2 separate regions of the Capsicum annuum genome follow, and region 2 is linked to region 1. A link is a contact called in public Hi-C data. All regions are on one chromosome and are shown on one strand. Each heading gives the region's core, a stretch centred on a gene start, on an enhancer-like site or on the middle of the called end of the contact. The rest is flanking DNA. Distances are from core to core; before and after follow the strand shown.

Region 1 (5,672 bases), core at 1,623-4,122:
CTAATATTTCATGTTAAATTACTTATTTTGTTCTAAATTTCATAAAATATTGATAATCTCATATTTTGTTAAAAAAATTCATCATCAAAAAATGTGAAAAAGAATTACTCTCACTTTTCATTATTCAGTATCACTAATATTTGAAGAGTCAAATTATATATTTTTAAAAATTAAATTTTCAAATCTTTTTAGCTAAATATAAAATATTTTTTATTTAATAATCAAACATGTATTAAGTTAGAAAGGGAATGCCAACATACTTTAATAACTTGTCCATGATAAATTTGGTACGAAAAATGAAAATTTATGTCCATGATAAATTTGTTAGGAAAAGTGAAAATCTAAAATATGATTAATAAATATTTTTACAAAATAGAAAGACAATAAATCCTTGCATCAATTTTGAACTTGATTGTATAAATAGTTTTTATGGTGTCACTATCATTTTTTCATTACTCATCACTTTTGTAGCATTTAATAAGCTCATATAATTGTTCAAATCTATCAAAATGAATGAAAATTTGTAGAGTAATTAAAATTTAAATTAGGGATAAAATGATTAAAAAAAATATTTGATGCGAGGACTAGGGGTGTTCGTGGGTTTGGTTAAAAACCAAACCGAATCGTGAACCGAACCAAACCGGTTAAAAAAATCGATGATTGGTTTGGTTTAGTTAGGTTTGGTTTTAAATTTTAAAAACCGATGCTATTTGGTTTGGTTATGGTTTTAGTTAAAAAAATCGTGAAAGTAATTAAACCGAATCGATAAATTTTATATATATATTATAATTATTTATATATAATTTATAAATAAAATATAAATATTTTATTAAATTTACTTTTAAACTAAATTTTAATCTATGTCTAGCCCAACCAATACTTTAGTCCAATTGCCCAAAACCCCAAATCCAAGCCCAACTCTATCTACTATTACTAATAAGTTAACCCTACGGTCCCTACCTCACTTTTTCTACTTCAGCTTTCACAATACGTAGTACATCAACTACTGTTTCTTTTATTCTTCATTGAAAGGCAGCACCGCACCGCATTGAAAGGAGTCTCGACTAGCTCTGATATTGCAATATTTTCTTGTTTAATTTCTAACCCCCTATAGCTCGTTTACGCTCGCTTTCGTAGTGTAGTTTTCTCTTTATTTTTTGTGAAATATTTTCGGTGATTAAATCTAATTCTATTCTATAGTAAAATCCCAAAGTTTCATGAGATGTAACTTTATCTAGGCAATGGTGCAGAGGGGTTTTATTAAATGTTACTGAATTTTTATTGATATATGGTTTGTGAATAACCCAAGAGAGATGACATGAATGGTGACTGAAAACTGTAATCCATATGATGCTTCAGTTACATAAAAAAAGAATCTTTTAAATGAGTTACCATGATCCCTGGTTCAAATGGTAGTTTTATGTCTCCTTGTTTATTTAATCTTTTCCCTATATGATTAGCTCACCTAACTAGTCTATAAAGTAAACAGATTACTAAAATTTGCTCAACTTTGTCTCTTTTTGCAGTACACTGCAACAGAGTACAAAACTATGTTTTACAACGTACATGTATGTGTTTGTATGTTATTGGATAATCTTAGTGCCTACAATACAAAGCTAGTGTTTTTCATCTCAATGTTGATTTTATTTAATGTGTTTGTTATGATTTTTAAGAGTTTATAGTGTCATTTGTCCATCATTGTAAAAATATTTCATGAGAAATTATTTAATGTAATACTTTTTTCTATGAGTTAAAAGAAGTTTATTCTAGAGATGGTTGGAGTTGGCTAGTCAATAACCGAAAAAATCAAAAAATCGAACCAAACCGACGGTTATTTTATTTTTGTGGTTTGATTTGGTTTTAGAAATTAAAAAATCGACTAAATTGATTTTGGTTATGATTTTAACACTAACCGATCCAAACCGACCCATGAACACCCCTAGCGAGGACTACTAAAATTCCACATTCTCTCTTATATATAGTAGTAAAGTAAAGTGTATATATATATCAATAAAATCATTTGAAAAAATGTTATTATCTATAGTTTTGATTCGTTTTTTAAATAATAGCTAGCTAGATTCTCCATTACTCAACATAAAAAATTATTTCTTTGATTCATATGATTTTTCTCTTTATTTGTAAGTTTGAATTTCTTACTTTCTCCAAAACATATATAACGATGAATCATGTAGTAGTTAGTTTTTTTTTTTTTTGGATTTTTAAATAAAATTATTTGAGTAAATTGGTAGAAAAAGTAAAATAAAAACGATGAAAAACTTGTGTAGAAACAACAAAATATTATACACAAAATTTTGTAATTTATTTTTTGATCTCATCTAAAAATTTAAACTTCATATGATAAATTTCATATTCATTCGCATTAAAATCTAACCTATCTCGTTATACAAATACCTTATATTTTATATAAAAAAAAGTAAAGTAATATATATATATAAAGTGATAATCAAAGAATTTTAGGAGTAATTTTGTCATTTTATAGTTTATCTCAAGGATAAATTGTGTTGGGATTGTTATCCCATCACATATGTGGGATAACTTATCCCGATACTATTTATTAGTTCCGAAATAAGTTATCCCGAATATTGACAACCAAATAATACATCAAAAAATTTATCCTAATTTTATCTCAGGATTATATGTTTTAGTAACTCACATCAAACGACACCTTAATGTTTTAGGAAACCCTACTCAGAGTAGATATGTTGACCCTTTTGAACCCGGGTTGGGCCGGGACGGTAGGATAAAGTAGATGTTTTAATTTTGTTGTGTTTTTCAATGGGTTGGTCCATTTATGTTCAGATTTTATTTGAATTTTGATTAATAAAATTTTAAATTAAATAAAATAAAAAACTACTATAAATGCCCTCACCTTCCTATTTGTTTCTTTTTCCAAATGGTCCATTTCTCCGTTCAGTTTGCGATCAGTTTTTCGTTAAACCCCAATCAATTTCACTGAAAATTAAACAAGCACATAAAACCCAAAAAGGAAAAAGAAAAACAAATCTTACCCCAATCAATTTCACTGAAAATTAAACAAGCACATAAAACCCAAAAAGGAAAAAGAAAAACAAATCTTACACCAACTTCTCATATAACATTTGTATATAAAGAGATCATTTGAGGAAAATGGGTCAGGCATTTCGTCGAGCAACTGGAAGGATCGGAAGTTCTACTGTCGATGCAGCGTCATCCCAACTAAAGAAGCCCATTGACCGGAGACTCCCGCCGGTGAATAAAACTCCTGCCGATAATGTTGCTCCAGTTTCCGGTATGCCCTTTGGAATTTCTAGTTCTATAATATCAAATTCATATGTTTCAATTTAGGAACTTGGGTCTTATCATGCTGCAGCTGCTTTAAATTTGTTGCATTTCACAAACATTTTTTACTATGTCCAAATGGGTTGGCAGTCTTGAAATAAATTTTACATTTTAAAAACTACTACACTTTAATTTCAACTTTTGGTAGCAAAATATATTTTAAAAAAATGGCACCCGAGTTGTGTATAAGATCAATGAAGCGGGAACCATGAGGTCTCGGGTTAAAAACACTAGGTGATTTCTTCTTCCCATCTAAGCCAAAGGGGAGAGTTAGCCCGCTACATGGGCGATAGCAGGTATCCGTGGATTTAGACGAGGTGTGCACAAGTGGTCCGGACACTACGGTTATCCAAAAAATATATCATTTTAATTACAACGAAAGAAAAAAATGTTTCTCTCCAAAAAGTGGTCATTCTTTTCTAGATGAAGTACATTACATCTCTGGCAAATGATTGAGTTAGGAACTGAAACTGAAGGGAAAACATGAGACTAACCGGGGGAGGACAATAGGGTGTAAGCTTGTTAATCAATTTAACTACTATACGAGTTCTCACGATCATTTTCGTTCCATTTGTACTGGTTCATTTTGTAATCATAAATTTAGTAGTTTTATGCTTGCTTTCAACGTACTGCAAGTTTACGAAACACTGCCATAAAAAGGAAATTTAGAATAATTAATGTGTGGTTGTCCCTTTTCTTTAGTTTCTATTAGAAGGGAATCTGCAAAAACTGGGTTTGTTATATGAATTGTTAATCACAGGTATTGAATTATACTACCTTTTGATGTTGAGAAGATGACATTGAAAAAATATGGTAGTAGCTGGAGTAAATGTTTCTCGTTTAGGAAGCCAATGTTCTTATCAAATTCTTATGCTCACTTGTTGATTCAGTTGTAATTTTCTCAAAAACATGATTAGTGCATCAATATTCATCAAACCGATCGACTATGCATCTATACCAAAATAGTTGGGGCCATTTATATGAATCTTTTATACATCATAATTTGACCACAAAATTTTTCTTTAAAAGTTGTATAGGTTAGCTTAAAAGCACCTTGACTATTCCATAAATACCTACAATCTCTCGCTAGCATAGGTACCAGGTAACTTTGTGCGCTAAGGCTTACAACAACAATGATATACCTAGTGCTATCCCACAAGTGGGGTTTGGGAGGGTACTGTATACACTGTGCCAGAGCCACAATCTTCATTTAGGGTGTCAGTTGACACTCTTTAAGCATGTGGCTATTCCACTGTGTGTACGCAGACCTTACCCCTACCTTGAAAGGTAGAGAGGTTGTTTATGATATACTTTGGCTCAAGGAAAAGCATATCAAAGCAGCTCGAAAAAACAAACACGGAAGTGAAGAAGCAAAAATAAAGTACTAATAGCATGACAAAACATTAAAAAACAAAAAAGGAACAGTAATTACAACAAAATAATACTATAATTGAAGTACAAGAAACAACATATAGTAACATAAATTGAAGATCAAGAAACTACAGGAGTACTACTGCAAGAAGTGAAGAAGCCAAAACAAACTACTAATAGCACGACAAAACATTCAAAAACAAAAAAGGAACAACAATTACAACAAAATAATACTATAATTGAAGTACAAGAAACAACATATAGTAACATAAATTGAAGATCAAGCAACTACAAGAGTACTATTGCAACTATTAGTATGAAAGGGCTAGTGAGACAATGTTCAACTACCTACTAGCCTTCTACGCTAGTATGTATCCTCCTCCTATCTTAGGTCATGTCCTCAGTAAGCTCAAGTTGTGTCATGTGCAATCAAATCACCTCTCCCCAATACTTCTTCGACCTACCTCTACTTTTCTTGAAACCATACATGGTTAACCTCTCACACTTCCACTCTGGGGCATCTGTGAATCTCTTCTTCACGTGTCCGATCATCTTACCCTCGCTTTCCGCATCTTGTCCTCCATTGAAGCCACTCATACCTTGTCTTGAATATCTTCATTTCTAATCCTATCTCTCCCGGTGAGCCCATATGTTCATCTCGGCATCCTCATTTCCACAACTTCCATCTTCTGAATGTGAGAGTTCTTGTCTAGCCAACACTCCGTTCGATACAAAATAGTTTGCCTAACCACCAGTCTGTAGAACTTGTCTTTAAGTTTTGATGGCACCTTCTTATCGCACAAGACTCTGAATGCAAGCCTCCATTTCGTCCACCCTGCACCAATGTGAATACTATGTGTGACATCATCGTCAGTCACCCTACTACTTTGTGTAATAGCTTCAAGATACTTGAAATCCTCATCTTTTTTTTTAGGATGGTATAGGTATCAAGCCTCACTTCC
Region 2 (5,672 bases), core at 1,482-3,981, 280 kb before region 1:
TCATTGTATTTGAATTCATCATATTATTTTGAGCATGTACATTCATTCATCTCATGGATCATTGAATTGTACTATTGAGAAAACACTAATTTTTTAAAAAAAAATGAATCACCTTCTATTAATTTGATCCAGGGTAAGATTCCAGATGGAGATATATAATGTTGATATGGTTTAAGATAAGATTCTGATAGAGATATATGATATTGATCTCATTCGAGGTAAGATTTTATGCAGGGTCTATGAACCTTGTAACTCTTCATGGATCCCACCTTCCAGCGAACAATTGGAGGGGGTATATACTGGTAAGCATTGGTCATTACACATCATCCCATATCATTGCATTGCATAATTCTTAGATTATTTTTGGGTTTGCGATGATTGTGGCATTTATTGATATTGACTTGATGAGATATTTCTTCATGCAGGGTTATTTTAGTACTCTTTATATTGTATGTTGTTTGAGCTCGATCATCCTATGATGCCTACTAAAGACTAGTGGTTGTACTCACTCCTATTTTTTTTATTCTTTTGATGTAGATCCTAGTGTGAGTTGTCAACACGACCCTTGATCGTGTTGAGCTGTTGTTTTCGAAGTGTAGTGAGCTCCTATGTTTGAAGACTGTCCTAATTTCTTTGATATTTTATTTCTGTCTTATTTACTTCTTAGACAACCTTGTATTTCAATTTTGACATTCTATTTTAATGGTCACTCTTGTACTCATGACATCTTAGTCTTTAGATACTTATGATGTATGGTTTACTTTCCTTGAGTATTTCTTAGAGATATTCTTAGTTATTTCTATTGGTATTTTATTATTTGTCTTTACTTTGAATTGATTGTCTTTGTTGAGTCTGGCTTACCTATAATGGTTGGGTTGAGATATGTGTCATCACAATCCTTATTATTTTGAATTATTTTGAGTTGATTGTGCTTATTGAGACTAACTTACCTATTGTGGTTGGATTGAGATAGATGTCATCACAATTCTTGTTATATTTATCATGACAATACTTTAACAATATATTTTAATACTCTGACTGGCTATACTAGAATTTACTCCATGCAAATCCGACAATAAGAGAATTCTCTAAAAAAAATTATGTTTTTTTAAAAATTTCTTGATTTGTTCACATCATCATTACAAGCATGGGTTGGGTAATAGCTGACAAAAGAAGATTGGGTTAGGGGGGGGGGTCGTCGAAGAAGAAGAAAAGAAAACCCCCAAGGGGGGGGGTGGGAGTGGGGGGTCATAGAAGAAGAAGATAAACAAGAGGAGTGGGGGGCTTTTCTTTTTCATTTATGGGTAAAATTCTTTTTTAAAAATATAAATTGTATTTTTCGGATTTCAATTTTATACAAAAATGTGACATGTTCTTAGAGAATGATGGCAACCTTTATTTTTTTCTGTAAATAAAATAGCATTGATTGAAAGTCTGTTAATGGTAGAATATCATGTGGAGAAGAAAGAGAAAAAGAATAAAGACGACGACGATGAAGAAGAAGAATGAATGAATGAAATAAAAATAAAACAATTATGTTTAATTCAACTCTTCACATGCTTCTTTCATGTGAAAAACACGCGATTTGTCAAGTATGCGAAAACGCCCAAAATTGTATAGTTGGTACGCACTAAAAATGTTTAAATGGTACTTCATCTGTTTTAATTTATTTGACACACTATAACTTGACATGAAATTTAAGAAAGTAAAAAGGACTTTTAAATCTTTTGGTTTAATTTAAAGATATGTGAAATGTAGCAAAATATCATTTAATTTTATAGCCTTACACATGTCACGAGGAAAGTTGAAACTAAAAAATTGCTAAAAAGAAAAAAGGGTCTTTCTTTTAGAAACAGACTAAAAAGGAAAGTAGACAAAATACATTGAAACCTAGGAGGTATAACTCTTGGTTTAGATGTCTAAGTAAAAAATGATGTCAAGATATGTGTCGATGGAGTCAGTCTAAAATTTAATCGATGCAATAAATGTAATTTTCGATTTTGACATTTTTTCCCACTTATTTGATGAGAAAAAACTTATAATTTATTACTATCATATTATAGCAAAATTCAAGTGAAAATTGAGTGAGAAACTTGAAAAAAAGGAAGAAAAACAACTTTTCATTTTTGAGGAGAAGGTCAATATACTTCTACATTATACCCAATATCCTAGTTATGCTCTTGTTTATACTTTGAAGTCACTATATATCCTTGTTGTAAGTATATTTTGTATTGTGTTTCTTGATTGTAATGAAACTCTAATATAAGCCTTGATCGTTGTATGCTAGAAGATAATTTTAAATCATAATGAAAAAAGGACAAATAAGTTCTGATATTTTGTGCGATTTTAACACGTAGATCGCATTTGATCTACCTCTAAAACTCCGTAAAAGCTTAAGTGTGAATATGAGATGATTTACTAATAAGGATGTAAATAAATGCAAAATATAATAAATGATAAATTAAAATGCTTTAATATAGTAAAAAGGGTAAATCTAAACCTTCTCCTTTTGCCTCTTGCCCTCCTTTTTAATTAAGCTGATATAAATAATTTCTACTGAACCAAAAAGAAAAGGTAGAAAATTCTTTCTTTAATGGTAAGTCAATTATGTTCATTTTAGATATAAAAGAAACTCTAGAGTACGTACAACCTTTTGTTACAGCGCGTTTGGTTTATCATCCATTTTCTTTCTTTAAATGGACCAAACCCCCTCAGTAGTAGAAGTATATTATTTTTAAGCCACCCAGCCCCTTGTCTAACCCCGCAACCCCACCCCTCGCACCCACCCCCGTATATTTCTCTCTATGCAAAAGAGAAAAAATAGTCTCACATTTTTCCTCTATTTTGCCCCTCTCTTTCTTCGAATTCAACCCACTCCCAACTCCATGAAGCATACTCTATAGGTACAACTTCATCCTTTAAACTTTTTTCTATGTTATATACATGTTTACACATCATGTTCTTGAATATATGTTTGTTTGGTTGTTGTTTGTTTCTTAAAATAGTTTTCTTGTTTTTTTATGTTCATGTTTTCTTTGTTTTACATCTATAACTTGCAGACCCATTTTATCTTTCACGTTCCTTTTTTGCTTCTAAGCATTTTTTTTTTCTTGGATTATTTTTGCTTTCTTGTTTTATGTTATGCGTGTGTGTTGTGGGTATTTAGATGTCTTGTTTTGCTTGTGAAACACGATTTGGGTAGTGGGTTTTGTTCAAGTTTTGGACTTGTTATGGTGTTTTGATTTTATTTAAGGATCGTCATTGGGAATTTTTTTGAGTAAAGGTGATGGAGACTTGATAAAGATTCATACTTTTTCTACATTGTCCTTTTGTTTGTTTGTTTCTTTCTTTCACTGTTACGGTTTTTGATAAGAATACTTTGAATGTGTGTTCTTTGTTTTCTTCTGTTTTTGCAAATTTGGGGTTTGTTGTGTTTAAAATTTATGTAAACGGCTGCTTCAAGGTTTGTGTTTTACCTCAGATGAAGTGTTTGTGTTCTTTCCTAATATTGGACTTGTTTTTTGTTAGAAAAATGGATCTGGGGTTTGATGTTATAGTCATATCACTCTGTTTATCTTTATTTTATTTTTATTTTTTTTATTTTGTGTTTTTCTTTCGAAAGGATTCTTTTGTTGTCGGTGTAGATTATATGAAAATTGAGTTACTCTCGCGGTGTTCTTTGTTTTTAGCCTCTGTCATTTTTTGGATATTAATTTAAATGCAAAAGTTTTCGATGATTTCTGAGTGAATCGGTTATTAAGTTTTGGTTTTTAGTTATTTTAAACGGTGTTCTGTAAGTTATCTTGCATTTGGTTATTAGACTTGCCTCTGCCTTCTTCAAATGACATTTTACTTGATTTAACTTGATCATTCATCGACATTTTATCAAATTAGTTAGGTCTACACTTATACTTCTATCTCTTTGGATTTTTAAGCAATAATTGACGGATAAGGGGCAGCAGAGTGTTGACAGAAAACTACGAAGAAGAAAGATAACAATCAAACTCATTGGTTTTCTGAATTAGGTACCTCTTTGTATATTTGTGTAAGGAATTCTTGAAGGACTCTTCTCGGTATTATATATTTCTCGACGAGTTGGTGTTTCATTGCAATATATGGTGAGTAGTATTCTTTCAAAAGTCCCTTTTGCTTTACACACCACTCAAACTGTTACAAGCCAATTGCATTCTTAAAATTGAACTACCTAAGTGCTTTAATCAGAAGGTACATTTTGTACAAGCAACAAGAGAGGTTCAGAAACTATCTTTTTTTCTTTTTTGGGGGGACCTACTAAGTCAACCATTTCAGTGTATTTTCTTTTCACACTTGGATGAGCTAATTCGGGCATTCTTATTGTTTTGTTGCTTGCCTTAGCATTATATTGTGAGTAGATTATTGATTCCACCCCATCAGAAACCTTTGGAGTTTGGACTTAATATGTTCACAAGAGTTATTTTGTGCTTTATAGTTGTATCTCATGATAGAATCTTGAGTCACTTTCTCTTGCAGATGGATTCATTTGAAGTGAATGGAGATCCCATGGATGGTGTGTCTGCAGATCAATTGCTTTCTTTTGAGTCTTCTGATATGAGTGGTGTTCTTGGAGAGCCAGAGATACCTACTCGAATTGGGAACCAGTATCAGGTTGAAATTCCACCTCTGCAGAGAGACTGCACTTTATATAATAAAATGCTAGCTGACCAGGAGACCAGAGCTGATATTTCCTGGGATTTCATGGTGGGATTACCCATACCACTAGTGTGGGTCAATCAGGAAGGTGGAAGCATGAAAAATGAAAAGTTAGATCTGGTTCATTCAATAAATGCAGCCAATGATAGTGTAACCTCAGAACCTGAAAGTGCTAGAATAACCAGCATGCAGTCAGAAACAGACAATATCACTGTAAAAAATGAGCCATCAGACACAATCTTGCTCAATAAGGTGACACTAGGAGAATCAGCAGAGCTGTCTTCTGAAAAGAAACTACAAGAAATTAGAGGCCTGCAATATTGTTTAGTCCCTGGCATTGTCCTAGATTCTTGGACTGTTACTGAAAAAGCAAGTTTAGTTCTAGGTCTGTACATCTTTGAGAAGAATTTTGTTCATGTTAAGAGGTTTGTTGAAACTAAAGGGACTGGTGACATCTTATCATTTTATTATGGGGAGTTTTATGGATCCCCTGAGTACCGTAGATGGTCAGAATGTCGAAAAGTGAGAAGCAGAAAGAGTGTGTGTGGTCAAAAGCTGTTCACTGGATTGAGGCAACAGGAGCTGATGTCTCGTCTACTTCCCCGCATCTCAGAAGAAACCCAAAAGGCTTTGGCGGAGGTATTCAGACAAGCTAGATTTACCATATCCAGTGTTTTCTCATGTTTATGCCCCCCGCTAAGTATACTGCCTGGTTAGATTTGTTTTTGATTTATCACTGGCTTTTTGACATTTTCTAGGTTGTTCATCAACCTAGTTGATTTTTAGTTGCTTAATACTTTCTAGAATGGTTGCATTCCAAGTTGTATGTGTTAGTTATTTATTCTCCAAAGTTGGTACTTTAGGTTTTAGAATTTTTCAAATTCCCTTGTTCTATGAAAAACTATGATGATCTTATCATCAGCAAGCTGATGCCTTTGTATGTGTGTCGGTTCTAGTAATCTGGAATTAATGTACATTATTCT

The links. A called contact is a pair of places that touch in the nucleus more often than the background predicts.
Region 2: a contact with region 1 is called in a Hi-C map of leaf, with 2.5 times the contacts expected there. The contact joins the promoter of LOC107842798 here to the promoter of LOC107842790 in region 1. A contact is called at or near these places in 2 of 5 Hi-C or Micro-C datasets (leaf and placenta).

The regions. Positions count from the first base shown.
Region 1 is chr1:188,622,681-188,628,352 of UCD10Xv1.1, reverse strand. LOC107842790 reads left to right here and starts at 2,872. Exons shown (of 3, transcript XM_047408291.1): 1 at 2,872-2,992; 2 at 3,063-3,289. The coding sequence starts at 3,148.
Region 2 is chr1:188,905,186-188,910,857 of UCD10Xv1.1, reverse strand. It overlaps LOC107842798, which reads left to right and starts at 2,731. Exons shown (of 5, transcript XM_016686828.2): 1 at 2,731-2,903; 2 at 3,936-4,118; 3 at 4,510-5,328. The coding sequence starts at 4,116.